5 separate regions of the Mus musculus genome follow, and regions 1, 2, 3 and 4 are each linked to region 5. Evidence: chromatin contacts called from public capture Hi-C and promoter capture Hi-C data. All regions are on one chromosome and are shown on one strand. Each heading gives the region's core, a stretch centred on a gene start, on an enhancer-like site or on the middle of the called end of the contact. The rest is flanking DNA. Distances are from core to core; before and after follow the strand shown.

The links. Promoter capture Hi-C pulls out the DNA fragments that hold promoters and counts their contacts. Capture Hi-C pulls out chosen DNA fragments and counts their contacts.
Region 1: a contact with region 5 is called in a capture Hi-C map of macrophages, with 3 times the contacts expected there. The contact joins the promoter of Kcnn4 here to the promoter of Bckdha in region 5. A contact is called at or near these places in 1 of 484 Hi-C or Micro-C datasets (B cells) and 1 of 9 other capture datasets (macrophages).
Region 2: a contact with region 5 is called in a promoter capture Hi-C map of liver, with 3 times the contacts expected there. The contact joins the promoter of Irgq here to the promoter of Bckdha in region 5. A contact is called at or near these places in 3 of 39 promoter capture datasets (cranial neural crest, frontonasal cranial neural crest and second pharyngeal arch cranial neural crest), 3 of 484 Hi-C or Micro-C datasets (CD4 T cells, cardiomyocytes and cerebral cortex), 3 of 115 datasets of contacts at active chromatin or transcription factors (acute myeloid leukemia, astrocytes and cardiomyocytes) and 2 of 9 other capture datasets (adipose tissue and liver).
Region 3: a contact with region 5 is called in a promoter capture Hi-C map of liver, with 4 times the contacts expected there. The contact joins the promoter of Sertad1 here to the promoter of Bckdha in region 5. A contact is called at or near these places in 2 of 39 promoter capture datasets (cranial neural crest and frontonasal cranial neural crest), 1 of 484 Hi-C or Micro-C datasets (B cells), 1 of 115 datasets of contacts at active chromatin or transcription factors (astrocytes) and 1 of 9 other capture datasets (liver).
Region 4: a promoter capture Hi-C map of embryonic stem cells shows a contact between it and region 5, with 5 times the contacts expected there. The contact joins the promoter of Itpkc here to the promoter of Bckdha in region 5. A contact is called at or near these places in 1 of 39 promoter capture datasets (embryonic stem cells), 2 of 484 Hi-C or Micro-C datasets (B cells and embryonic stem cells), 8 of 115 datasets of contacts at active chromatin or transcription factors (astrocytes, differentiating embryonic stem cells, embryonic stem cells and 2 more) and 2 of 9 other capture datasets (adipose tissue and embryonic stem cells).

Annotation. Positions count from the first base shown.
Region 1 is chr7:24,368,702-24,372,911 of GRCm38.p6, reverse strand. Kcnn4 (potassium intermediate/small conductance calcium-activated channel, subfamily N, member 4) reads right to left here and starts at 2,649. Exons shown (of 9, transcript NM_008433.4): 1 at 2,317-2,649. The coding sequence starts at 2,475.
Region 2 is chr7:24,528,486-24,532,618 of GRCm38.p6, reverse strand. It overlaps Irgq (immunity-related GTPase family, Q), which reads right to left and starts at 1,971. Exons shown (of 3, transcript NM_153134.3): 1 at 1,715-1,971; 2 at 704-1,235. The coding sequence starts at 1,233.
Region 3 is chr7:27,485,104-27,489,741 of GRCm38.p6, reverse strand. It overlaps Sertad1 (SERTA domain containing 1), which reads right to left and starts at 2,789. Exons shown (of 2, transcript NM_018820.4): 1 at 2,664-2,789; 2 at 1-489. The coding sequence starts at 486. It overlaps Gm38972 (a long non-coding RNA gene), which reads left to right and starts at 2,782. Exons shown (of 5, transcript XR_881906.2): 1 at 2,782-3,017.
Region 4 is chr7:27,225,933-27,230,393 of GRCm38.p6, reverse strand. It overlaps Itpkc (inositol 1,4,5-trisphosphate 3-kinase C), which reads left to right and starts at 1,777. Exons shown (of 7, transcript NM_181593.3): 1 at 1,777-3,043. The coding sequence starts at 1,907. It also overlaps a transcript of Coq8b not described here.
Region 5 is chr7:25,655,934-25,660,149 of GRCm38.p6, reverse strand. Bckdha (branched chain ketoacid dehydrogenase E1, alpha polypeptide) reads left to right here and starts at 1,389. Exons shown (of 9, transcript NM_007533.5): 1 at 1,389-1,517. The coding sequence starts at 1,410. It overlaps Exosc5 (exosome component 5), which reads right to left and starts at 997. Exons shown (of 6, transcript NM_138586.3): 1 at 767-997. The coding sequence starts at 914.

The sequences.
Region 1 (4,210 bases), core at 1,400-3,899, 1.3 Mb after region 5:
AGCCTTGGGTTTGAGCCTTGTCCTTTTGTAAACTGAGTGTTGTGATACATGGGGAAGTGGAGGCAGGTCACCCTCAGCTACCTAGCCAGTTCAAGGCCAGCCTGGGCTACCAGAGAGCTTGTCTCAAACAAGAGCTGCAAGGGTGCTAATGGCTACGTTTGAACAGATCGGGAAACTGAGGCTCAGAGAGCCTCATCCATTCCTTCAAGAATCACAGTCAGAGGAAAGGGCCTGGGCAGGTAGTGAAGAAGGAGAAATGAAGGATGAGAAAGACCCCCTGGCTCCTTCCCTTCTGCCTGGGCTCCCAGGTCCACACCTCTCCTACTGGGCGTGGTGCAGGAGCGTGGGAGCGCCGGGCAGGCCCCAGCCATGTTTCCTGTTGGCATGGCTCTGGACGGCCCCACCCCCTCGCAGTAGCTGCCCTCTCCTTGGCCACTTGGCTGAAGGAAGCTGGCCTGCCCTGACCCTCCATGTGCCTGCCAGTCTGTTACTCCACAGCGGCTGAGCACCGGGGCCGAGAAGTTCTCCCAAAGAATGTCCCACCTGCGGGCACGCAAACACACACACACACACACACACACACACACACACACACACACACACACACACACCACACACACACACACACACACACACACACACACACACACACACACACACATCTCCTGTCCCAACTTTTCTGTTGAACAAGCAAGTGTGCTGCCCCCTCAAACCACACACCCAACCTTGCCCTCCATCTCTCTTCTGCCACAAGTCTGACCAGGGTGGGAATATCCCCAGGGCTTGTTAAGACCTGCCTGTACTCCCTGGTCTTCCAGAGGTCGATTGATAGCTCTCTTGTGTGTGTTCTCTCCGTCCCCCACCTTGTTTGGATTTATTTCAGTTTTTGAGATAAGGTCTGTGTAGCCCAGGCTAGCCTCCAACTCAGTATGTAGCTTAGGCTGGGCTTAACCTTCTGATTCTCTTGCCTGCCGCCCCCCCCCAGCCTCCCTCCCCTGACTTCTCTAGTGCTTGGATCCATTGCCTGGTGAGATTTTTTGAGGCTCTTCCTGCAGACTCTTGAGCCTGAACCCCAAGTCTCCTCTTCCACAGGGATGAAGGATTTCAAACCACAGTAGACCACTATCTGGTGAGTGGTGCCTTCTGGGGGTAATGGCACTTCTGTATGGTAAGGGTGGGGTGAAGGCTCCACTCCCCACAGTCTCCTCTGTCAGTTACTTCAGAGCACTGCCTGGTGGCACTGGGTAAATGGCAGTGGCTAGATAAGGAGCAAGGAGACGCCTAATGACAACGTCTTTCTCCCTTGCCAGCCCTCCCTTCACCAGAGCTAGGCTATCAAGGATCAGCCTTGTATGGGCCTCAACAAGGCCCAGACCCCCAGTGGTCTGTCTGATAACACTTACCCAAAGGCTAACACTGAGAACTGTCTCCCATGTGTGCGTACGTGTGTGTGCGTGTGTGTGTGTGTGTGTGTGTGTGTGTGTGTGTGTGTGTAGGTTGGGGGGAGCTGGGGGGAGGACGATATCACACTAGCTCAGGTTTCAGGGGTACAGACCCCCCATCTACCTCCATCACATCCAGGGGTCCAGACCCAGCCTTCTTCTCTTAGACCTTAAGAAGTGTAAGACCTCAGTTCTCCTCCCTTAGACCCAGGAGTCCAGACCAGCTCTCTTCTCCCACACCCAGGGGTGCAGACCCCAACCTTTCTCCCTCACACCCCAGCTCTCCTCTCTTCTTCACACCCCGGGGTGGAAGATGCCAGCCTTCCTCCCTCATGCCCAGGAGTATAAGATCTCCTAGCTTTGCTCTCTAACACTCAGGGGTGTAAGACCCCAGTCCCCTTCCCTCACACTCAGGGGTGCAGACTCCAGCTCTCTTCCCTCAGATCCAGGGGATCAGACCCCAGCCCTCCTCCCTCAGACCCAGGGGTCCAGACCCTAGCCCTCCTCCCTCAGACCCAGGGGATCAGACCCCAGCCCTCCTCCCTCAGACCCAGGGGTCCAGACCCCAGCCCTCCTCCCTCACACCCAGGGGTGCAGACCCCAGCCCTCCTCCCTCACACCCAGGGGTGCAGACCCCAGCTCTCTTCCCTCAGACCCAGGGGTGCAGACCCCAGCCCTCTTCCCTCAGACCCAGGGGTGCAGACCCCAGCCCTCCTCCCTCACACCCAGGGGTGCAGACCCCAGCTCTCTTCCCTCAGACCCAGGGGTGCAGACCCCAGCCCTCCTCCCTCAGACCCAGGGGTGCAGACCCCAGCCCTCCTCCCTCACACCAGGCTCCCCGTCCCTTCCCTGCTCGGTGGAAGGCCCCACTCACCTTGCAGCCCAGGAACCACAACATCTCAGCGTGCAGAACCATGAGTCCGATGCCAGTTCCCGCCAGCACCAACGCCCAGCCGGCCACCCTCTTCTCCTGCTCCAGCAGGCGCTTTCTCCGTCTCAGGGCCCCCAGGCCAGTCACCAGCTCCCCGCCCATGGCCCCTGAGGTCTTGGGGCTCAGCCAGCTTCCTGCCCAGGGTCCCCCACCTCTCAGTACGCAAATGGCAGCCAGCTTGGCTTCCAGGCCAGCGGCCTGTTCTGCTCACTCTGGGACTTTTGCTGGAAGGCACAGCCTAGCCCTGTGCCCTCTGGGGAGTGGTAACTGCAGCAGGCAGGGCAGGGCGGGGAGGGACGGGGAGGTCCCTGGGTAGGGGGAGGCTGGCTATCCCATTCCCTTCTAAGACTAAGGAGGGGCTGGGGTGTGTCTTGTGGTCCCGGGCAAGGAAGAAGAGTTCATCCACGTGGGCAAAGACACACTGACACAATAGGTTGTGACTCTCCAACCGTTTGCACTCTGTGGTACACACCTAAAACCCCCACCACACCCAGACACCACAGAGCACCCTATGACAGACCGGAGACGGAGCCCAACACACCAGCACACACCACACAACCTCCACAGAAGTGACTCACACTCCTGAAAGTTCAGAAACCCACAGCCACACCCAGACACCACACACACACATGGTGTGACACACGCCAGCACTTAGCAGGGCAGCAGCGTCCCATTGCACACGGGGCCACCCAAAGGTTGAGCTCACGCAGTCACACATTCAAAGTGGGGCGGGGGAGGGGCTGGAAAGTCAGGCACAGCGAGTGAAAGTGAGCGCTCCTCTCCAGAGGAGTATAACTTCCGTTTCTAGCACCTACTTGCTGGGTGGGTGGCTTGAAACCACCTGTAACTTCAACTCCAGGAGATGACGCCCTTTTCCTGGTTTTTGGGAGCCCCTGACACATGTGGCTGATATTCACATACATGCATGCGCATAAAAAAAAATAAATCTTAAATGATAATTTTTAAGTGGGACCAGGGATGGAGTGCAGCTGTTAGTGGGCTCCTTTGAATCACAGACTCTCTGAGGTAGATCCCAGCATGGCATAAAGTGGGCAATGGTGCATGCCTGACTCTTGGTACTAGGAAACTGGGGCCAGGAGGATCAGCAGGTCTCAATCATTGTCAACTATGAGTTCAAGGTCTGCCTGGGCCACATGAGACCCTGTTTCCAAAACCAAAACCAAGTAAAACACTATAATATTCTACGATACAAAGAGCTAAGCATCAACGACCACACGGGACATGTACCAGGAGCCACACAAATACACAGCAGGTCTGAGCACACCAATTTGTAAGAATCACCAGGCACAACACACATGCGTCAACAGACACACAAGGGGGTGTGAATGTGAAACACAGAGAGATGCCCCATATGTGTAAACACCTGTGGTGGCAGACACTGTCATCCAGCGCCCAGAAAACAGGAAATGCACACTAGCTCACATCATTGTGTGTGGGACTCACACACACACACACACACACACACACCTGACATTGATCCTGACATACACTGGTGCACTTGACACTCTGCATACCTTAGCACAGAGAACAGTCAATGGAAGTGTGCAAGCAACGCCTACCCAGCGTTGGACATTCTAGGACATTCTAGCCACACAGGACACAGTCCAGGATGATATGAACCCTTTGGAGGGGATGGGGTTGGATTCGGACCCACAAGAACACCAACGTCCAGATTAGCACACCATCAATCCAACATCACGCACAATACACATACCCGTTATACTCCCATGTGCATGGCCACACAAACACCACACTCAGGGAAGAGAAAGGCCCTCAGCGTGGGCATATATCCTGATATAAGTAACAGAGCTATTTC
Region 2 (4,133 bases), core at 722-3,221, 1.1 Mb after region 5:
TGTAAATAAGAGAGACCTCATCTAGTACTGGTGGGCCAGCGAGGTTAACTAAACAAATGAGAAGCAGCTCTCCAACTTATGCAGACCCTTCCTGAGTCGCATTTTGAGAACCATAAAATGAGACAGCTGGCAGGTGGGGAGGGGCTGGGTGGATTGGCGGGCAGTAGGCAGGGTAGAACTGAGAGGGAACTGGAAATGGAAGAACAGGGCGAGCAATCGGAAATAATGCTCTGTAAAGGTTTGGTGTTAACGAAAGGAAGGATGGGAGGGGAGTCACTTGAGAACCAAGCCAATGAGGAGGATGGGAGTGCTGGAGAGGGATCTCAAATGTTACGAGAGATGGGAGTCCAGCATCTTGTCTGACACAAGTATTTGCATATATATATATATATCTGGGCTTGTGATGCCAGAGAGCTTGCACGAAACAGGACCTTTGTGGTGGGCTTTCCAGTTGACCCTTGACGGTGCAGGCTTTAAACGACAGAAAAGTGATCCCTGCTTATGGCAGAGTCTCCATGATCTCAAACTCTGTGCTCATGGGTGTGGTGGGTGCTGTCCTACGCAAATAAGTAGGGTATGGACGAATGGGCAGCCAAGAAAAGCTTGCGTCTAACACTCTAGGAACAGGGCTCGAGAACTTTAAAGACCTCCGTAGCTGAGTTGGATCTAAGGCCACCCCATCCAGCCCGAACTGTCCCCTCACCTCTGCAGCGCCTCCGCCTGGGTCCGCAGCACCACCTGCAGGCGCTCTAGCTCCTCGCAGCGGTCACTGCTGCTGCAATCCGCCGGCGGCACAAAGAGAGGCGCAGCTCCTAACCCAGCACTGTTCAACAAGGCTGCAGTCTCATCCCGGGCTTTAGCTGCATTCTGGGAATCTCCAGGGCGCAGATTCCGGACAGCCAGCAGCGGGGTTCCTCTAGCCAGGGCGGCTCGCGCTGCCTCTCCCAGAGCTGGGGTCAAGGGCTCCTCGCTCCCCTCAGATCCTGGTAGCACCAATACCAGCAAGTTGGCCTCCGCCGCCCAGGGCCCGGGAGCTGCGGGTGGGCAACTCAGCTCACCCAGGAAGAGGCCCGGAGCCGCAGCTCTCAGGCTGGGGACTCCAGAGTCCTGCCGTCCATCGGGAATCTCTACCGTGTCCACATTCTTACCGCATAACGCGGCGATCAGGGCGGACTTTCCCGAGCCGGGAGGCCCCAGGAATAAGGCAGTCACGTCACCCTGAGGCAGAGGCATTGCTGGAAAGCAAGAGGCGGGGAAAGAAATTGGTCAGGGAGCACGTAAGACTTTTTGTTTGCTTCTTTTCTAAGACAGCGTCTCGCTGTGTAGCCCTGGCTGGCCTGAACTCATTACGTAGACCAGGCTGGCCTGACATTCAAGAGATCGATCCTCTCCCCTCTGTCTCCCAGAGTGCTGAGATTAAAGGCGTCGCACTCCCCCACACCAATCAACACCCTCTCCTAACTGATTCACTGTAGATCCAGGCTTCAGTCCTCCAGCCTGTCCTCTACTTCCATTCTCCAGTGTCACGCTGCAGGACCTAGAAACTCAACCCCCAGGGCCTATTCCTGGGAGAGCCAGGTATATGCCCATTCTCCACACGAATGCATTTCTCTATTTAAAAAAGAAGAAACAGAAGAAGGAAAACAAAAACCCTCAAAAACCTGACTGCCAAACTCGAGAATGGTCTTTCCCCTCCCCATTCCAAATCACCAACCGATCAGAGAGGTGACACGCCTGGAGAGCACAGAGGCCCAGCCCCTTAAGACGAGCTGACGGAGGCTGAAGGGGCAGGAGTGTCCGGATTTAGAAACATCCGGACTCCTTCAGGTGGCTCTATACTGACGTCATTCCTTCCAAGACCGGTGTGTCTTGGAGTGCCACTGCGGAGAGGAAGAATTTTTGGCAGCTCCTTCTTTCTAGCTAAGGCTGTTTGGGCAAAGGCACAATAAAACCCATGCGCGTGCGCAGAAAGTTTTGGGGCGGTGCCCCACCAAGACCAGCAACCAATACGCCTGCGCAGTACGTGCAGGGTTTGTACGGCAAAGGGGGACAGGAAGCGATGAGCCCACGCAGTAAGCTTAGCGTTGTACGGAGCACACAACCAACGTCATCATCACGCACCCCTGTACAGAAAAGGACCTCTCCACTTGCCCTTGCGAAGACTTGCCTGCCGTGACTATATTAGTGCCGGACTGCAACCTTGAACCTGACTCGGGGACAATGGTGGTGCAACAGATCACTGGAGTCTGGAGACTAGGAAAAACTATCCCGCTCTCGTCCGGTGGCAGAGCTGTGGCGACCAACTGTCAGGCGCAGCTAAGGGACAGTCTTCGGGGAGGAAAGCAAGAGGCGTCCGTGACCATCAAGAACTAAGAGCAGAAGGCAGTGCATGGGAGCAGCGTGATCCAGAAATGAACTAGTGAACGCGGGCGGCGGTGACTACGGTGAAACAGTAATCAATGTCAGAGAAGGATGTCTCCTGGGAGAAGGCGGGCTCAAGTGTGAGCACCACTGCTTGTGCGGGGGTTATGGTTGACACGTGAGAAACTAGGATGGGGCTGGTAAGAAAGACCAAGAGTTCCACCTTCGAGGGAATTCGGTTTCGTGAAGATGAGGACACAGGGGCTTGAAGACCGAGGTGTCACAAACCCGAGGAGTCTCCCATGTGAGACTGCTGAAGCTTTTCTAGTGAGAGTGTCATTAGAGTTCAGTGAGTGTCAAAAAATAGAGCGAGGCCCACTAAGGTTGGTGGCAGCCACGCCCCCCCCCTCTCTCTTTCATATCAGAACATCGCCCTGAAGACACTGTAGAGGGCAAGCGTCTCCCAAGGAATGGAGTCCAGACAGCCCAGGAGACGACCTCTTTGAGTACTGCCAGAAAGAGGGGTTGGGTGCAGGAGTGACAGACACTAAAGGGACCTCCATATCTCGACGCCCCGCCCTGCTACAGGTGGCCGCAGTGACTACCTGCCAGGAATGACCTCCTCTCATGATCAAAATTATTTCCCTTGATTTGGGCACACAAACAGAAGCAGGACGACATTTAGAGGAATAAAGGGCTGCCAGGCGAAGATTGGGTTGTGGGGTGTGACTGGCAATATCATTACCTGGAATGAGTCCCCAGGGTTCTTGTCCCACTTTCCCCCTAGACTTTCAATATGACTATGCTTCAGTTTCCCGTAGCAAACGTGTGCAACACGGGCTATGGTGGTAGCACACCTTTAATCCCCGAATTTAGGAGGTAGAGGCAGGCCGTTCACTGAGTTTGAAGCCAGCCTGCTCTATAGAGAAAGTTCCAGGACATCCAGGGCTACACAGACAAATCTTGTCTTAATAAACAAACCAAAACGGGCATCACAGCTCACTTCCATGGGGTAGTTATGGAATTAGCTGTCGAAAGGGGAAAACTTGACTTGAATGAAATTTAATTTAAATGATAACATCTACTTTATAACAGCTGTGACCCTGACTGAGTGTTCTCTGCACTGGGTGCATTCGATGCCAAGTATGGAGGAGTGACCTTGATTATCTCATTCGGCTCTAATGTCGGGCTGCGGTGTACCGCAGCGGTAGTATCAGTGTCTCACAGGCAGAGACCACAAGGAACACATCTGGCTTGGACAAGCTGGGATTACCGTTCAGTTTTCAAAACCCTGTATTTAAGCCAGGCACACGCCATTAATCCCAGGACTCTGGAGGTAGAGGCAATTGGATCTCTGAATTCGAGGCCAGCCTGGTCTACAGCGTGATTCCAAGACAGCAAAGGTTACACTGAGAAACCCTGTCTCAACAAACAAAACATAAAACAACCAACAAAAACAAACAAACAAACCAAAACCCCCTGTATTTAAAACAAGTGGTGGTGGCTCATGTCATGTCTTTAATCCCGGCATTCAAGGAGGGAGAGGAAGGTGAATCCATGAATTTGAGACCAGCCTGGCCTACAGACTGAGTTCCAGGGCAACTAGGGCTGTTACATAGACCAACCCTGTCTTACACAACTCCCCCCGCCCCCCCCCCCCACCCAATTTGGTGGTTCTCAGAACAAAATTGAGAGACAGCTTAGGAGTTAAGAGCATTAGTTGCTTTTACAGAGATTTCAAGTTCAGCTCTCAGCACCGGCATATTGGCTCA
Region 3 (4,638 bases), core at 1,540-4,039, 1.8 Mb before region 5:
AGTGGCTGGGCCTAGCAAGTCCAAGGCACCCAGGTTGGGTGAGATCCCCCCGATGGAGCGGCCTGGAGGCCCCTCATCTGCTTGGGGTTGGGGGGCCTGGTTCAGGTCCTCAATGTGGTTGAGATCTTCCAGGAGGCTGGCCATGGAGGCTGAGAGGCCAGCATCTGAGCTAGCCAGAAGGCTGTCTGCCACAGAAGGGGCTGGGGGCTGGATGGGCTCAGGCGGCAGGACAGGTGCGGGTTCCATGGACGCCTGGATGCGCCTCAGTGTGTTCACCACAAGCACCAGGTGCCGGAGGTCCGGCTCGCTCTGCCGCAGGCTGTGGTGGAGCTTGACCACTGAGAGGTCAAAGAGGGAGCTAGAAGCCACCGTCGGCGGGGTCTGCGCCACTGCCGGGTGGCTCGGATCCAACCAGCACGAGTCCACGGAGAGGGCTTCCATCGTCTCCTCCTCCTCCCGCTTGCGCTTCAGACCTTTGCTCAGCATCCTCTGCAGGGAGGAAGGAGCCATTCAGTTATGGGAAGCCAATACTCAGTTCACACCCAGCTCTGACAACTGCTGTCTGTGGGATCCTGACCAGTCGATTAACCTCCAGGTCTAGGTTTTCTAAGCAAATTCTTATTTGTTTCTAACGGGACAGGGTCCCGTGTAACTCAGGCTGACCTGCCCCCAAACGTGCTATGTAGGCAGCTTCTGCTCTTCCCTTCTTCCCCTTCCCAGCGCTGGGATTACAGGTGTGTGCCACCATACTTGGTGTATTTGATGCTGGGGATGGAACTTCCTGGGCCTCCTGCATGTAAGGCAAACATTCTACCAACTGAGTTATATTCTCAGCGTCCTCAGTGAGCTTCTGAGATACAGACAGCATTCTGTTATAAGTTGCTACTACAGATTAGATTAAAGGAACAAAAAGCCCTTGCAACATGGTCATTAGTACTTGAAATTTTACTTTTATTTTACATTTTTGTGTTTGTGTGTGTGCGCGCATGAGCGTGCAGATGTCCAAAGAAGCCAGCTGCTGGAATCCCTGGAGCTGATTTTAAAGTAACTGTACGCCATCAGATGTGAGTACTGGGAACTGAAATCAGGTCCTTTGTAGGAACAGCAAGCTCTAAAACCACATCACTAGTTCTTATTTATAAGCACTCTTTGGTTTTGCTCTTTTGAGACAGGGCCCCACACTGTAGTCCGGGCTGACCAGCCATTCCAGGCAATCCTCCTGTCTCAGTCTCCCAAGGGGTTAGGATTACAGGTGTGTTCCATTCCTTGATTACAAATACAGCCATCTTACACAGTTCAATACAGAGTATCTGCTATGCATGGAACTCTATGGTCAAATGTACAGAAAGTGGTAGGAAGATGCCATCCTGGGAGGTAGTCAAGGCAGGTTTTTCTAAGAAAGATAAGTACATTGAAGCTGAGTCCTGCTGTTTGCACTGTAGGCTATGGAGAAGCAGGGCCAGGCTTTCCTGAAAGAGCCAAAGGAAGACAGAGAGAGGTAAACCTGAACTGGGGAGTTTAAAAAAAAAAAAAAAAAGAAGGCCACCACACACTAGGAGCAGGCGCAGAGAGTGTGACACAGTAGGAGTCCCGGTGGGGGTGGGGAGCAAGCAGGAGGAGGCGCGGGCAGGAATAGGAGGCTTGGATTTTCAGAGTGTCAGGACAGAGTCATGGAGGGTAGGGTCTAGGCAGGAAGATGAATGGTGACGTTAGTTGGCAAGGTCTCTAGAGGATCCCCGGTAGCTGCTGCCTGGGGAAAGATCGGTGGCGGGGCAGCATCATGTGTGTGTGTGTGTGTGTGTGTGTGTGTGTGTGTGTGTGTGTGTGTAGGTTTGGAGATAGAAGTGGGCCTGAACTGCCTGCCTTCCGACTGCTGTACTCACTGGGATGCTGGCCGCTTGGGTTTAAAGCCTAAGCTGTTAGTAGTCACTCAAGGAAGTAAGGGTCCCGAACTTATTGAGGAAAGAGAGAGACAAGGGAAACCCTGAAGGGCCGCGGGAGTAAGTCATTGACAGAAGTTTGAAAATCGGTACTTTCTTCCAAGAGGACTAGAGTTTGAAGCCCCTAGCCTAATCTAACGGGGGCATAAAGGCCGCAGGGTCTCAGTCCCGGGGACGCTGCCTAGACCTAGCAAGACACTAAAAATCCAGTCTTTGCCCTTTTCGCTGAAGACCCGGGAGCCGGGAACCGCAGGAATTCAGCCCCCACCCCGACTCCGCCCCCCCGAGTCCCGGCGCCCCCTAGCGGTACTCCAACCTGGGCTCCCCCGGGGACTCCGGCCCCAGTGACCCCGGGATCCTTTAGATTCCCCAGGGTACCGCCTGTCCCTCCCGGGCCACAGCGAGCCGCGACCCCCGCGGGCCGCTCAGTGAGCCCGGCCTTCCCTCGCTTCCGGAAGGCAGCGGAGGCGGCTCCTCCCGGAGCGGCGGCGGCGGGGGCGGGTGAGTCACGCAGCCGGAGCCAGGGAGCCGGCGCCTCCGCCCCCTTCTCGGGCTCCGACGTGATTCACCCAGCCCGGCCCGGGCGGGCGACACATACAGGCCCTGGGCGCTCGATCCCGGTCAGCCCCGGCCACCATCTACCTAGCTGAGGTATCGAACACCCTAAAGAACCCGGCCCCCCGTACCCCCGTCTTTCCCCACCAGGCCCCTTCATTTACATACACAGATCACTCGCGGCCAATCAGAACGAAGAGGGAGCCACACGCAGCCAATCAGGAAGCGGCTGCCGTAGCATCGCTAGCTTGTTCTGCTCCAGCAACCGACACCTGGGACGGTAGGCGCAGTTCTGACTCCGGCGCACGACTCCAGACACTCGACTATCCCTAGTTCCCGCCCACTCGCGTGGCAGCCCCGCCCTGCAGCTCAGGGATCGGCTCTCGTTGGTGGTGGTGGGCGGAGCCTGAGCGGGGCCGTTCCAGAAGGAGGGGGGAGGTTGTCCCTAAAGCGCATGCCCAGGAGGACTGCCTGAGCGAAGGGACAGCTCTGGTAGCGATTTCCCTTGTGGGGCGATGACAGGTAGGGGTTTTGTACTTTAAAAAGTACAGGCCTGTCACTTCATGTGTTATTTTAGAAAACTGTATGACTTCTGGAAGAGGACCTACTTCTTGAGAGTTACAAAATTAACAGTTTTCTCAGTAGGGCTTAGGATACTGGACTCAATACAGTGAGACAACTGGATTCTACTATGATTAAAGACGGGAGTAAGGGGGGGACGGAACGACACCAGAGTCACGTCCTGGGCATCAGTTCCGGAGGAGCTGTGTGACTTTGGGCAGCAGTTTAAGTCCCTGAAAATAATTTCCTGCGGGGCGTGGTTGTTCACACCCATAACCCCAGTATGGGAAAACTAAAGTATGGGGGATTGCTTTGAGTTTGCAGCCGGACTACTTAGTGGATTTGAATCCAGCCTGGACCTCAGAGTGAGATCCTGTCTTAAAACAAAACAAAACAAAACAAAACAAACTAGCAAAAAAAACCGACGAACTTTTTTTTTTTTTTTTTTTTTTTTTTGCGACAGTTTCACTAACTTGCCCAAGTTAGCCTGGGAAACAGAGCAACCAACCCTCCTCAGCCTGTCAGTGACTGGAACCAGAGACTTATGCCACACCTAATATTCTTTTTTTTTTTTTTTTTGGTTGTTTGGTTAGTTGGGTTTTAGTTTAGTTTTTGTGTATGTTTTTGTTTGTCTCTTTGTCTTGGTTTTGGGTTTTCGTTTATTTTGAGACAGGGTTTTTCTGGGCAACAGCCATGATTGTCCTGTAACTCAATCTATAGACCAGGCGGCCTCTAACTCAGAGATTCACTAACCTCTGCCTCCTGAGAGCTGGGGTTAAAGGCCTGCGCTCCACACCTGGCCTTCAGCTATTCTTAAAATATGTTTGGAAAGGTACAGTTTAGTGAAAGAGTGCTTGCCTCACATTTCAGCATGTTAAACACCTGCACTTGGTTACAGCACTGAAAAATAAAATAAAGTAAAATAGCCTGATGATTTACTAAGAGTAGAACATTAAGGGCTGGAGAGGTGGCTCAGTGGCTAAGAGTACTTGTTGCTCTTGCAGAGGACCAGGCTCGGCTCCTGGTTCAGGTTCAGTTCAGCACCCACATGGCAGCTCATGACTGCCTATAACTGTAGTTTTAGAAGATCCAACACCCTATTCTGACTTTCTCAGTCACTCGATACACGTACTACATAAACAGCCAAACAAGCACAAACACAAATCCAAACAGTAGAATGCTGGGCTGAGGAGGTGGCTCAGTGGGTAAAGACACTGGTGCTGCTAAGTGACAAGCTGAGTTCTGTCTCCAGGGCTACAGAGAAACCATGTGTGGAGAAACAAACAAACAAACAGTCAATCAACAAAGAGCTAGTCTGTGAAGCTGGAGAGGTGGTTAAACTGTTAAGACTACTGTCTGGTCTTCCAGAAGACATGGGTTTGATTCCTAGCACCTACATAGGAGTCCCAACAATATAATTCCAGATGCCCTATTCTGGCTTTTGTGGGTTCCAGGCACATATGTGGTACATAGGCAGACATGTAGGTAAAACACCTATGTATACAAAGTAAGATAAATCTTCATGTGGTTGCTGGGATTTGAACTCTGGACCTTCGGAAGAGCAGTCGGGTGCTCTCACCCA
Region 4 (4,461 bases), core at 528-3,027, 1.6 Mb before region 5:
ATGTCTTGTGTCTGCCTCCTGTGTAATATGATTATATGAGTGTGCCATCACCCATGGTTTAGACATGAGATTTCTTCATTGTTTTAAACATTGAAATTCTTTTCTTTAAGATTTATTTATTATGTGTGTACATTATAGCTGTCTTCAGACACACACCAGAAGAGGGCATCCGGTTTCATCACAGATGGTTGTGAGCCACCATGTGGTTGCTGGGAATTGAACTCAGGACCCCTGGAAGAGCAGTCAGTGCTCTTAACCACTGAGTCATCTCTCCAGCCCTGGAATTCTTTCCTAAAAAGGTCTTACCTATGTACTTTATTATTCGAGGCAGGGTTTCTATATGTAGCTCTGGCTGACCTGGAACTAGCATAAATTCACAGAGATCTGTCTGCCTCTGTCCTGAGTACTGGGGATTAAAGGTGTGTGCCACCCTGCCAGCCTTAAAAAGATTTAATTTTATGTGTGCGGGTAATTTTGCCTGCAAATGTCTGTGCATGCTATGCATGCCCTGAAGAAACCACAAGAGGGTGTTCAATGCCCTAGAATTGTGGTTAGAGATGATTGTGAACCCCCATTCAGGGTGCTAGAAACCAAACTCCCAATTCTTCAAGAGAGCGACTAATGGCTCTTAACTACAGATCCATCTCTCCAGCCCTGAGACTGTTTTTGTTGTTTTTCTTTTTCTTTCTTCCTTCCTTCCTCTCTCTCTCTCTTTCTCTCTCTCCCCTGTTGTTGTTGGTTTGTTTGTTTTTCAAGACAGGGTTTCTCAGTATAGCCCCTGGCTGTCCTGGAACTCACTCTGTAGACCAGGCTGGCCTCAAACTCAGAAATCCGCCTGCCTCTGCCTCCCAAGAGCTGGGATTAAAGGCGTGCGCCACCACCGCCCGGGTTTTGTTGTTTTTCAAGACATGGTTTCTGTGTAATAGCCCTGGCTGTCCTAGAACTCACTTTGTAGATCAGGCTGGCCTTGAACTCAGAAATCTGCCTGCCTTTGACTCCTTAGTACAGTAATTAACGGTGTAGGGCACATACCCGGCTAGCCCTGGAATTCTTTGAAAACAAACACATATAAATTTATTTATCCACAAATCTCGCACTCTGCAGTCCTGGGCTCGAACTCAGGACATCAGATTTGGCAGACCTGCTGTCATTTCATTCCCCTCCCCTTTTGTGTGTATTGGGGAGGAGTGTTTGAGATGGGGGGTCTATGTGGTCCAGGTTGGCCTAGAACTCACATAGATCCGTTAGCCTCTGCCTCCAGAGTGCGGGTATAAAAAGCTGTACCATCAAGTTGTCTCCTCTGTGTGCGTGTGTGACTACCCCTGACTAGGAACTGGCCATGGAACTAAGGATGACAACCTCTGAACCTCCACTCTCCATTTCCCAAGTGTTGGGATTACAGGTTTGTACCACCATGCATCAGACTTCTCACGGGAGATTTAGTGGAAGGGAAGGCAACTAACTGCTTGAGAATTGACTGCGGAAGCACTGAAACTTACGCCTGTGGGGATGTCTCAAGTCTTTGGAAAGTCCATCTTGTCTCTGAATGTTGAATGAGTGCGTGGTTGAACTTGTTACTGGGGCGGAGTAAGTGATGTAGGGAAAGATCGCGGGGGCGCACGACCTAGACCCTGACCAGAATCAGAAGCCAAGTGCTGGTTCCCTGCGAGACACACGGTGGCATCCGAGGCTCCGCCCCACACTCGTCAACTCGTCACTTCCGGCGAGGGCCGTGTTTTGGGCTTTCCCTGGGAGGTGGAGTATCGGTTAACCCCTGCATATCCGAGCGGCCTGGAGCTCGGCGGGCCGGAACCCACGAGTTGGGGCTCCCCAGCCACACCCCTCGTAGGATTTTAAAGGGGAAGGAGGGGCCGGACGGGCCAAAGCCCGGGCCCTGGGAGCGGGTATGAGGCGCTGCCCGTGCCGGGGGAGCCTGAGCGAGGCGGAGGCCGGCGCACTGCCAGCCGAGGCCCGCATGGGGCTGGAGGCGCTGCGAGGTGGGCGGCGGCGACAGCCTGGACTACAACGACCTGGACCGGGAGCAGGTGGCCCGACGGGACGGCCGGAGGGGGGCGGTCCCCGGGCCTGGATCGAGGAGTCCAGCCTCCACTCCGAGGCGGAGAGGACCGACCTCGAGCCTGCGCCGTGTCCGAACGGTCCACAGGCAGAATCCTGTGGAGATGGACACGCGGAGTGCGAAGCAGCTGGCCTAGTAGTTGCGTCGGAGAAGCCCAGGCAAAATAAGGAGCTAGACGGGTCCAACCTCCAGACACATCCAAGAAGGAACAGCCCCCTGGTTGAGATGGAGATGGCCGGTTCCTGGACAGATGGCTTTCGAACTGATCTTCACAGATCTGACCTCCAGTCTCGGCCAAAGAGAGCCAGCCTCTGTACCCAACCAGGGTTTGATGAGTCCTGGACCGAACTGGACAGATCCGATATGTGGCAGACTCTGCCAGAGAGGGACAACAAGCCCAGGGTTGATAACCTTAGGACCCACCATGGCGTGTCCAAACTCCAAACTCACCCAGTCTGCCTCTCACCAGAATCAAGTGCTGATAACTCCGGCAAAGAATTGTCCGCGGATGCTTCCAGGACTCCACATGACACCGACGGCTTCTGGATAGAGTCCCAAACTGATGACTCTCTCAAAGGACCTAGTACTCAGACAGCCTGCAGACAACCTGGGAGTGATGGTTTTTCCTCAAAAGACACTGAGAGTGCCTTGACTCAACCTGGCACTGATGGCCTCCGGGATGACAGCGTTTTGGGGGAGTCCAATGGAAATGATCCATTAGATTTATCAGAGCCTGGAGAGTTGGTGACTAACCTGTGCTCCCACCTGGAGTGCAGCTCCCTGTGTCCTGTGCCCCGCCTTATCATCACCCCAGAGACTCCTGAACCTGAGGCCCAGCCGGTGGGACCCCAATCCCGGATTGAGGGGGGCACTGGCGGCTTCTCTTCTGCCTCCTCTTTTGATGAATCTGAGGATGACTTGGTAGCCGGGGGCGGAGGTACCAGCGATCCTGAGGACAGAGCTGGAGTGAGTAGGACCCACCACCCCAAATCTCATGTCCTCCCATCCTTTTGCCTTGGCTTAGAAAGTCCTCTTCCAGGTTACTCTTACCTACCTGCCGGCAATTCCATCTCTCGCTCCCTCTTCCATTCACTGGTCACTTCCCCGTGACACCAGGTGACTAACCCATTTCATTAACCCCCTACTCTTTGCTCTTTCATTTCTGTCTTTTCCTTTAACCCCTCTGTCACTAGTTCTTGGGAGCGGTCCGCAGTGGACCTTAATCAGGCCTAAGGGATCTCTGAGATTGTGCCAGTGTGTGAGTCTAGGTGCACACATAATTTTACATGCAAGGCTTCTGTGGACTCCTCCGCAGGAAGTCTGATGCCCAGCTCTTAAGAATACCACCAGTAAGAGGCTGGAGAGATGGCTCAGCTCTAAGAGCACTGGCTGTTCTTCCAAAGGACCCAGGTTCAAATCCCAGCACCCACATGACAGTTCACAATTGTCTGTAACTCCAGTTCCAGGGGATCTGACACCCTCACACAGACACACATGGAGGCAAAACACCAATGTTAAAAACAAAATCTCAGATGTATTGGTTGAACCCTTGGCCTATTTGCCCCCTCTCCCTCCTCCCCCCATTTTCCTTCTATTTATTTATCTTCCTTAGATATTCTTCTGTGGCCCATCCTGGCCTCAGATTTTCTTTGTTACTGAGGCTGGCCTTGAACTGTTCACCCAGCCTCCGGGATTACAGACATATTCCACTGTGTTGTACCCCACCTCCCCATAAGATAGATTGGCTGTGTCGACCAGGCTGGCCTGCAGACTAGACTTCTGCTTGCTAAGATCACATCCTACCTCTGCCTTTCAGGAATTACAGACAGGGTGTGCTACCATGCCACACTCATTTGCCCAAACTCACTATGAAGCAAGGCTGGCTTTGAACTTGCAGCCATCCCGATGCCGTAAGCCTTTTTAAAAAGATGTATTTATTTATTTATTTTTACTTAGATTGATTTATTTTACGTGTGTGTGTGTGTTTTGCCTGCATGCATATTATGTGCACTACCTGCATGGATGCCTGCTACCTCGGAGGGTCAGAAGAAGGAGTCAGATCTCCTGGACCTGGACTTACAGATGGTGCGAGCCACCATTTTTGAGTGATGGGAATCAAACCTCAGCCCTCAACAAGAGCAACAAGCCATCTCTCCAGCTCCCCAACCCCAACCCTTCTCAAGGCTGAGCTTAACAGGCACGAGCCATAGCCAATGCAAGCTGCTGCCTCCAGCTTTCATTAGATCTTCAAAGGACCAAATAGCCTGGATAGCCAGGTATCCAGCATGCATCTAAGTTAGCGAGCTAGTAACAGTTTTGCTCCCTGGAGCTTTCCAAAGGCCGGGATGACAGGTATGAGCCAACAGGCCCAGCTTTCATTAACT
Region 5 (4,216 bases), core at 140-2,639:
CATCTGCCACAGTAATTATATTTAAACCAGTGGTGGTGATGTGTCTGTCTCAAAGGGTATTTATGCAAATAAACACCTTAGCCTCAACCGGTGATGTATGGATCTAGAAGTGTTTTTTAAGAAATCTAGTCAAAGCCAGGCGTGGTGGCGCACGCCTTTAATCCCAGCACTCGGGAGGCAGAAGCAGGCGGATTTCTGAGTTCAAGGCCAGCCTGGTCTACAAAGTGAGTTCAACAACAAAGTGAAAACAACAACAACAACAACAACAACAAAAACCCAAGAAATCTAGTCAAGGGGAGCTGGAGAGATGGCTCAGTGGTTATGAGCACTGACTGCTCTTCCAAAGGTCCTGAGTTGAATTCCCAGCAACCACATGGTGGCTCACAGCCATCTGTAACGGGATCTGATGCCCTCTTCTGGTGTGTCTGAAGACAGCTACAGTGCTCTTATATAAATAAAATAAGTCTTGAAAGAAAGATAAAAGAAAGAAAGAAATCTAGAGAAGGGTAATATCTGCCTTGGTGAAATACCTATTCTGGGATAGTCACTCTTATGAGAGTGGTCTTGCTCTCGATCTCCTCTGAGAGGGATTTACCAGGCTGGCCAACTCATTTCTTCTCGAGACGGGAGGTGGGTATACTCAACATCTAGAAATAAGTTCAAGGAGGCGGGCGTACTTGGTTACATACTACACAGTAACCGCTCTTCAAAAACCCTTCTTCGGTGAGGATGGCGCGCGCTGAGTTAAACTTGGTGAGGCTCGTACCTTGAAGAAAAGAAGCAGATCCATCCGGCCGGGACAGCAGGTTTTGCTCACAAGCAAAGTGCCGGAGACTGCAGACTGGACTTCGGGGGCTGGACTCTGTTCCGGTGTCAGTGAGTAAATTGGCGTCTGCACGCTTTGCGCCCTCCATAGCCGCTGACCACGCGCGCTGCGGCTCCCACCGTAGCTTCCGCTTAGCGGCGCGCGCAGTTCTACCGGCCGCGTACCTATTGCGCATGCGCCCGTCTAGGGCACGCCCGAGTTGGCCCTAGCACGTGGCTCAGCGTTTACTAACAATCTGGTCCCGCCCACCTCCACCTCCCAATTCTGGCATAGCCATTGGACAACAGGGAACAGGGGGAGGGACTTGGAGAGGGCCCATTTTGCTCAGGGCTCCGGGTCCTGAACCCTGAAGGTTCAAGTTAAGTTGTCCTTTTAGTTGCCTGAATTAGGAGCAACTAGAAGCAGACGACCGGAGCAATTTTAGAGACTAAAAATTGCCACCTTACTCATTTATGCGTCTTTGTCGCAAGGTGGTTAGAAGCAGATAGCGTGTTGGCCTAGCGGTGCTGCTATTTGAATAAGGCATCTGGTGGGACAGCCGTATGTCTATCCTGTGAGAAAGGAGGAGTGGTTATTAGCCAAGATGGCGATAGTGATGTCTGCGGCCAAGATCTGGAGGCCGAGCCGTGGCCTGCGCCAGGCTGCTCTTCTCCTGTTGGGACGATCTGGGGTTCGGGGCTTGGCTAGATCTGTGAGTATCTGAGCCCCACGGGGTCTTTCTTAGGGAGAAATAGAGACGTAAAAGTTATTCTTACATTGTGTGAGACACCGCGGGCTGTGAAGGAAAGAAAGAAAAGGTCCGAGAAACTTCTTGAAGAGAAATTCAAGGGAAGAATCCCTTTAGAGGAAAAGCAAGGCAGCTACTTGTGGGCCTCGATAGAAGGAGACGAGACGGGGGTTGAAAGGACAGATCAGGTTTTCATAGGGTCCTACATTGCTTAAATTCCAACTGTAAAGGGAGTTGAGCAAGAAACTGGTTTGATTCCTATGCCACCTGATCAAAAGGCAAGGCAAGGGACTTTGCCATGACTGTCCTTTACACAAGATGATTATGAAGGGAGACAAAGAGAGCTACAAGTTCAAACAGGACCCTTTGCCCACGTTATTTTTTTGAGACAGGATCTCACCCACGAGTCCGGAATGGCCTTTAGCTCACCCAGATGCTTAGACAGGCATCGAACTGGAGATAGTCCTGTCCCAGCCTCCCAAGTACTGGCATTACAGATGTAAGCTACGGTGCTTGGCTGCCCACTTTTCTTGAAAACACTGGAGAAAACTCGGAATTCCCTTTTGATCCATTGTTGATAAGGGCAGGATAACACTTCCAAAATCTGTTGCGGTCTGGCAATGTACCACCACAGTGTAGAATGCTTGCCTAGCACGCGCCACGTCCAGAGTTTGGCTCCTAGCCCTGTGTGTTTGTTTATCTGGATATGGCGACACATGTCTGTAATTTCAGCGCTTGGGAAGTAGGAGAGGAGGCATTTGAGGCCAGGTTGAGTTACGTGAGACCCTATCTCAAAAAAAAAAAAAAAAGATTTTTAAAAATGGTTTACTTATTTTTATTTCACGTGCATTGTTGTTTGGTCTGCATGAAGATGTTGGATTCTGTAGAACTTGAGTTGCGTACATACAGACAGTTTTGGACTGCCATATGGGTCCTGGGAATTGAACCCAATTCCTCTGGAAGAGCAGCCAGTGCTCTTAGTCACTGAGCCATCTCCCTGCACCCCCCAAAAGATTCTTTTTAAAAAGAATAGGACCTGGTGTGGTGATGTATGCTTTTGATTCCAGCACTTAGGCAAACAGATCTCTGTGAGTACCAGGCCAGGGCTACATTGTGAAACTGTGTCTTTTTCTCTTTTTCATTTATTTATTTATTCACTCCACATCCCGATATCAGCTCCCCCTCTCCTCCCAGCCCCTCCCCCCCCCTTACAGCTACTCTTCCTGTTCCTTTCCCCCTTCTCCTTTGGAAAGGGGGAGCTTCTATCACCTCCCCAGCACATCAAATCATTGAAGTACCATACACCAACGCTAGACAAGGTGGTCCAGCCAGGGGAAAAGAATCCACAGGCAGGCAACAGGTTCAGAGACAGCCCCCATTCCAGTTATTGGGGGACCCACATAAGAACAAGCCACACAAGTGTGTGTGTGTGTGTGTGTCCAGGTCCAGCCAGTGCTCATTCTTTAGTTGGTGGTTCAGTCACTGAGAGCCCCCCCCCCCCCAGAATCCACGTTAGTTGACTCTGTGGTCTTCCTGTGAAGCCACCATCCTCCCCTGGGCCCCCAGTCCTTCCCCCAACTCCTCCACAAGACTCCCCAGGCTCCCTCCATGTACTGCTTGGCGGGGGTGGGGGTGGGGGGGGGTGGGGGGGGGTGTCTCTGAATCTGTTTCCATCTGCTGCTGAGTGTAGCTATTCCAGGCTCCTGCCTGGAAGTATAACAAAACATCATTAACAGCCTCAGGGATCGGCTCCTGCCCGTGGGATGGGTCCCAGTCATTGGTCAGTCATTCCCTCTATCTCTGCTCCATCCATGTCCCTGCACATCTCGCAGGCAAGACACATCCTGGGTCAAGGGTTTTGTGGGTGGGTCCCTCCACTGGGAGTCCTGCCTGGCCACAGGCAGTGGCCACTTCAGGTGCCATATTCTCAGAGTCGTCCCCATAGACTCCCTGGGGCCTCTCCCACCCCACCCCCAGGACTCTGGCACATTGTAAAGACAACTCAACCCCCACCCTACCTCTGCTGCCAATTTCCATCGACTTCCCTGCTCTCCCTGCACCTGATCCCCCTGTCCTGTTCCTCTCTGTGAATTACAGGCCAGTCTGGTCTACGTAGAGTTTCAGGAGCTATAGAGTGAGACAGTCTCTTACAAAAGAAAAATTTTGTTGGTAATACCTGGTTAGAGGGCTTTGAAGTAAATTTCCAGTGGAAACAGGTCTGGTTAAGTGGATGGGGTCTAGAGCTGGACCACGTGATTTTTGCCTCTCTGCTCTGCCACTTTCCAATTGTGTGGCTTGGGCCAGGAACTGTACCTTGTGCCTCTCCATACACTGCCAGTATTGGGCACTTCCTAGGGTTGCTGTGGAAATACCAGCTTGTCAGCAGTACAGATTGGACCCGGTACAAAAGGGCAGTAGGACTGTCTGACTTATATTAGTGGTGAGGACCAAGACCACAGAGATTGGGAGAGGGAAAGAATGACCTGGAGAGTGGGAACTGGATTGGCAATGCCCTGGCGAAGCATCTCCATCTTCCATGAGGCTGCGGTCGCTCCTCTGTGTGTTTCATAGGGCAGAGAAGACAGGGTCGGGAAGAGAAGGGGACGAGCAGAGGTGAGCAGGTGAGCAGGATGAGGAAGATTGGCAGCGGAAGCAAGCAAATA